2 separate regions of the Rattus norvegicus genome follow, and region 2 is linked to region 1. The links are chromatin contacts, called in public Hi-C maps. All regions are on one chromosome and are shown on one strand. Each heading gives the region's core, a stretch centred on a gene start, on an enhancer-like site or on the middle of the called end of the contact. The rest is flanking DNA. Distances are from core to core; before and after follow the strand shown.

Region 1 (2,984 bases), core at 96-2,595:
TAATTGGTAAGCTGCTCCGTGATAGCGTTCAATTGAAATGAGGTTTGTGAAGAGGAGAGTGAGAAGGAGGTCTCTCCTGGAGCCCAGACTGCTGAGGAAGTCGGCCTTATTGCCGAGTGTCAGAGATTAAATCACTCTTGCCTGTCATGAACTGATCGATCAGATTCTCCTTTGGATGGCTTCACACGTGTTGGAGGAAGAGAGGCTTTAGAATAGTTTGGTCACTTGTGTCTCATGCTGCTTGCTCTGTGTTATTGTGCACACTTGGGCCTCCGTGTACTGGGATAACTGTCAGTTTTTTATAGGAAACAGAAGCACAAAGCTCTACTCCCTGGACGGACAGGGATGTGAGGGGATGTAGGGAAGAGTATGATCTTTCCCTCTAAAAAGAAGTCGACTTGACAGGATCCAGCCTTAGAATTATCTCCAAGCCACAGACTTTTTTCTGTGTCACTCTTCCTTTAGAAAGTTGGAAACAAAGAACGTTTGGAAAAAGGGAGTAGAAATGCTTGTTGAGTTCCCTGAAGTCCCTGATAACCTCTGGTCATCTTGCCCAAAGGTGGAGTGATTTGCATATGCATGGAGTCATTTACATACAGAGGACTCATTTACATATGAAGCCTGTGCCATTACAGGGCAGAATCCAAGTTTTGGAGAGTGTGATAGAGACTAGGTCAACATACTAGGTCTCAAAAACATTGTGAAGTGTCAGACTTCTTAGAACATTCATTGACCCTTGTAGAATTTCTGTCTCTGTCTCTGTGTGTGTGTGTGTGTGTGTGTGTGTGTGTGTGTGTGTGTGTGTCTGCGTGCACATGCATGTATATGTGAGGGTGTATGTGTGTGATGGCCATAGGTTATCTTAAGTGTGTTCATCAGGTATCTCACTGCCCTGATAGTTACAGAATAGTCTAGGCTGCTTGGCCAGGGAACCCCATGGATTCACTTATATTGGCTTCCCTAGTTCTGGGATTACAAGAACACCTAGCTCTTTAGATGGTGGCTGGGAGGTCAAACTCAGGTCTCCTTGCTTGCCTGGGAATTACTTTAGCAAAGGTAGGGTTAGCATCAAGAGCTAGTATTGCTCTAGCCCTAGAATGCCTTTTCTATTGAAACACAGAACTCTTTTCTCCATTCTTATTTAAGGTATGTTTAATTACATCATGGCCACCATACTGCCATACAGTCTAACTACTCCCCTCCCTACAAAGATTCTAAGTCTGGAAGCCAAGCGTATTCAACTAAGGCTTGGGCACTTGTCTGGCCCCCTGACTTGGTAGTTGGCAGTGTTCTGGCTGCTGATTCTAACCAGTTCCCATGTCTGACTCGTGTCTTCCATGGACCTCTGTGGAAGAGTATACAGCTCTCACAATCTTTTCATTCATTCAAAGCCCTTCCATGACTAAGCCAGTGGTTATGAGGGGGAACTGTTGCTAGATGGACTGGGAGCAGGGCTCTGTGACTGAAAATGGGTCTGGATGGACTCTTTCTCATGACCTGGCAAATGCCTGCATTTTTTCTGCTTCTGCAGAGAATGAGGAAGTGGAAGGGATTGTTGGAATGTTCCCAGGAGATCTCACAGCCATGAAATGCTATAGAGATGGATGCTAACAGCAGGGTTTGGTGTGTCTCTTGCCTGCGCTTTTAGGACAGTTGCTATTTCTAGACCTGAGAGTGGTTCAGAGAACAGTGCTGGGAGGCTCCAGGAAGGAGAGGAATGTTAAGCTGGATAGTGGTGTGTTTAGCTGCAATTAAGTAACCATCGGGGGATTAGCGACTAACCCTTCATCAGGATGCCAGAGCTGGTGCATGAAGAGTTTTTGATTTCTGCCCCCTGTTCACTTTGCTAGAAGTCTCTTTTGTGAGAGAAGAAAACGACAATTATCTTTCTCTTGTGTTGTTTCCATTTTTGGTAAGCAGTGGGCAGAGTTAGCATTGGGTAAAATTTCAAAAGCTGTTTTGTGAGAAATCGCTCCCTCCTGACAGTGGCAACGTGGTAGAGGAGAGACAATAGCCAGCTTTTATTTCACCAGGCTCAACCTTCTGCAAAAGCTAAATTCAAGGCTGTCCCCCAGACCTTGGGAAGCTTGTTACTGCTTCTATGAGCCTGTGAGATTTTTTGGCCTTATTACCCCCCTGCGTTTCTCATTCAGCTGTCGTTGCCCTGTGATATGCCAGAAAATAAAAATTTCAACATATTGAGTTTAGAGATATGATTGGCTTTTATTAGCAATTCACAGATGAATCCGGAAAGCCTCCCACATATGAAATGGAGGGATGCTCCCCTGGGCCTAGCAGGAGAGCCTGCTTTTGTCAGGTAATTGAGCCCAAACAAAGAAAGTACTTGGTGCAGAAACAACAGAAGGATCCACACCAAGTTGCAGTTACTAACTGTTGTGTTGATAAAAAGATAAGGAGATGTGGGATATGTTCTATGGAGGTGTGGTGAGGTGTACGGAAAGGGGGTCCCTCTGTGAGCCCAGAGCCCATGCTGAGGCATTCCTTCCCCCTGAGGGACCAGCCACAGGAGGTATAGAATAGAATAGAATTTATTCAGGGCACGGGGGAGGGGAGTTAGGAGGGTGGTAGGGCAGAGAGAGAGGGGGTGGGTGGGTAGAGAAATAGAAGGGTAGAGGCTGGCCATGAGCATGTGGAGAGAAGGGGGAAGGGGAATGGGGAAAGAAGGGACAAAGGGGGAAGAGGGTAAGAGCAAGAGAGCAAGAGAGAACAAGAGGGAGCAAGAGAGTGAGGAGGGAGCAAACAGCCCCTCTTATAGTGTCAGGCATAGCTGGCTGTTGCCAGGTAACTGTGGGGGTGGAGCCTAAACAGAATGCTCTCACTAACTTCATAAAGGGGAGGGGCATTGTGTGCTGTTCCTTGCTGTGGCAGCTCAGGGGAAACCGCTTGTTTCCATTGCTATGACTCTGTAGTTTTGAGAACTGCACCATGGATGTAGGTTTCATGACAGCTAACATTCTGGGTCT
Region 2 (2,950 bases), core at 170-2,669, 80 kb before region 1:
GGTTGGTCTTCTCCCCTGATTGCTCTTGTCCATCTGTGCAGGTGCACCCACCTTAGTGTATCCCTGCGGGTTTAGCCTATCTTCTCGGTGACTTTGGCTGTGGTGGGGATTGCTGCCAGCTTCCTGCTGCAAGGCGGCAATGGCCTTGTCCTCCGTCCAGCCTGTGAATTGGCAGGGCGCTGAGATCTCACCTTAGCTGTGAATTCAGACAGCCGCAGGCAGCACGCGCTCCGAATTCGAGTCTTACTTCTGCGTTATCAGGATGGTGGTAACGAAAGGGTCTCTGTCAGGTGCAGAGGTCCCTGTGGTGGCCCCGTGGTGGCCCTGTGGTGGCTTATGGGTGTAGCAGCTTGGGGACCAGTAGCTGTACAGTTGTTGGAGGACATCTTGGAAGCGGTTCATCTTCTTTCTATCTGAGATAACCAAGGTTGGCGGAGCTCAGCCATTAGCACCACTGTTAGGGAACACTGACATTTCAGGTCCATGGACTGTGAAATGGCAGGTTCAAGGCCCGCATCAGCCACTTCAAACTTAGCCTGCTTTTTTTGGGCCCTTTCTAAGAGAGAAGCACTGATGGTTGCTAGCACACAGAGAGCAGGTGACAGAATGGTGGGACGGCTCTACTTTTCACCGGTGAGAGCTACCAGGAATAAGCCACAGCTTTCAGAGACTCTGAGCCATAGGAAAATGAGGCTTCTCCCCAAGGTTGCTGTGGGGTCAGCTCTGGAGAAAAATCAACCGGTTCAGGAGGGTGAATTGCTAGAAAGCTGCTGTCTCTGTGTCAGTCCGGATTTCTTTTCTCTTTTTTTTAAAATTTTAATGTTTTTGGATATTTTATGTATTTACATTTCAAGTGTTATCCCCTCCCCCTCCCTCCCCCTCCCCATCCCCCTGCTTCTATGAGAATGCTCCCATTCCCACCCACCCACTCCCACCTCACCACCCTGGCATTATTGGGGCAACGAACCTTCACAGGACCAAGGACTTTTCCTCCCATCTGGATTTGTAAAAAGGATTCTAGTTCAAGAGCCTTCTGTGGGCGAGTACCAGAAAACTGTACAGAGAGGAATGGACTAGGGAAGCGCAGGGAGGGTGTGTTCCAGTCCAGCAATCCCGGCAGCAGCAGACCCTGCTGAGGATTGGAGCTCAGTTCTGTCCGGGCAGACGGGAGCCTCTGGGTCACCCTGCCTGGTTGGTGAAGACTTCGCCAGCCTAGAGCCTCTGAGACAGGCAGAGGCTGCCACATAACAGAAACATGTGAGAGTGGACCCCCCAGCCCTCAGCCACATTCCCGAGGCCATGGGAGCCACGGGAGTCCTAGGCAGGAACCTAGATATGATCTGTGAGACCACTGAGTCCAGACCTCAGAAAGGCAACCAGGGCCTCACTGTTGAGCAGTTCCTGGACTGAGGTGAGAAGCCAGGCCCCCTGACAACGGCTGTAGCCCTCTTTCTAATCGTTACTCAGAACAGAAATTTAAATCCTCTGTGACGTGTGAGACAGACTGGATTTGATTCATGGAGCAGCGTCTTCCTTTCCGCCCTGGATGCCTTTGTCTTTCCCTGAGTGAAAAATTATCAGAGGACTAAATCCTCTCTGAGAGCCACAGAAAGAGAGGGGAAAAAATGGCCAAGTGTGTAAATAATGTCTCCCGGGGAAGCTCATATTTTTGGAGGCATTTGCTAATCATGTCTGTTTGGCATTGTTGTATCTTAAGTGTTTACTTGGGTGTCTGGCATTTTGCTTTTCCAAGGATCCTTGGAGTCCATGCCAGGGGAGCCTGACAGCCACTGTCTCATCAGTGGCTCATTAAGGTCAAAGTTATTTAAATGGCTGTGGCGGGGCCTAAGGTGGGAGAGCCACGACAGAGGTCCAGCTTCTACACACTTTCTTCAGATGCAAGCCAAGGCTGTTTGTGGAGCAGGCGGGCTCCCTTGTGGATCCGGAGAGCCCCAAAGCCCTGTGTGGTGCTCAGTGTGGAGCCTCTAGACAATGCGGCCTCTGTAGAGTCTGCCCTGGGGAAGGCACACAGGACGGTGTTGATCATGAACCAAACAGATGAACCCCGTGACGGAGAATGATTCTCAACCCGTGAGACTGGAAGCCTGGTCAGCCATCTTGTGTCCAGCCATGGGATTTGCCATGTCTGCTGGAAACTCTGGAGGGTCCACTTGGTCCTGGTCTGATTCTTAGATGGTTTCTAGATTTTCAGTTCTGTCTTCTTTCTCTGATGCATCTGGAGCCCAAAGGTGAAAGTCTGTGAGCCATCGAGAACCTCTGGGAAAGGGATATTGGTCTTGGAAAAGGTTGTCCAAACCGTACTTTGGAGTTCTCAGAAGGGAGGGCCTGGGTCTTAAGATAAGTCACAGTCTGAAGACACTGGATGCTACTTCTGTCCTGGAATGGGAAGAATACTCCAGACTTTCCTTGGAGGTGGTTTCTAGTGTCTCTTTCCTTAGGTCTTCAGTAATCGATATGCCAATACGTCAAGCTTTTCCATGTATCCTTCTGGTTAGTGCAAAGGAATACTGCATCATTTTTTTCAGAAAAGAAGGAGAAATTATCCATTTAAAAAATCATGTTTACAGGGCTTGCGTGCATGCTTCTTCTGGGTGTGCCTGTGAAGGTCAGAGGGCAGCTCTTGGGAATTGGTTTTCTCCATCTGTCATGTGGGATGAACCTCAGGTCATCAAGCTTCCTCACTAGCACCTAACACACCCAACATCCTTTCTTTAATTTGCATTTCTTTGACTGTCTTCGGAGATGTCTCCTCTACTGGCCTTTCAGCTGTCATAGGAAATCGTCTGCTCCTGATAGACATGGATAGCGTTACCTTCTAGAATAGCCAAGAGTAAGTTGAGTCTTCCATAGTTCTACTTCTCCAGGGCTTAAAAAACACATGGGCTTGCCCAAGAGCACCTGCGTGAATCACAGCATCCACAGCCTGCGT

The links. A called contact is a pair of places that touch in the nucleus more often than the background predicts.
Region 2: a Hi-C map of frontal cortex shows a contact between it and region 1, with 1.7 times the contacts expected there. The contact joins two enhancer-like sites. A contact is called at or near these places in 2 of 12 Hi-C or Micro-C datasets (Schwann cells and frontal cortex).

The regions. Positions count from the first base shown.
Region 1 is chr2:245,156,927-245,159,910 of GRCr8, reverse strand. The region is part of intron 1 of St6galnac3 (ST6 N-acetylgalactosaminide alpha-2,6-sialyltransferase 3); the gene reads left to right. Among named protein-coding and RNA genes, the nearest start is that of St6galnac3, 150 kb to the left of the region's middle. Within about 2 kb of position 1,345, at least 50 of the 93 cell types and tissues checked have an H3K27ac peak or open chromatin away from gene starts, as enhancers often do.
Region 2 is chr2:245,236,605-245,239,554 of GRCr8, reverse strand. All of the region lies in intron 1 of St6galnac3 (ST6 N-acetylgalactosaminide alpha-2,6-sialyltransferase 3), which reads left to right. Among named protein-coding and RNA genes, the nearest start is that of St6galnac3, 67 kb to the left of the region's middle. Within about 2 kb of position 1,419, at least 20 of the 93 cell types and tissues checked have an H3K27ac peak or open chromatin away from gene starts, as enhancers often do.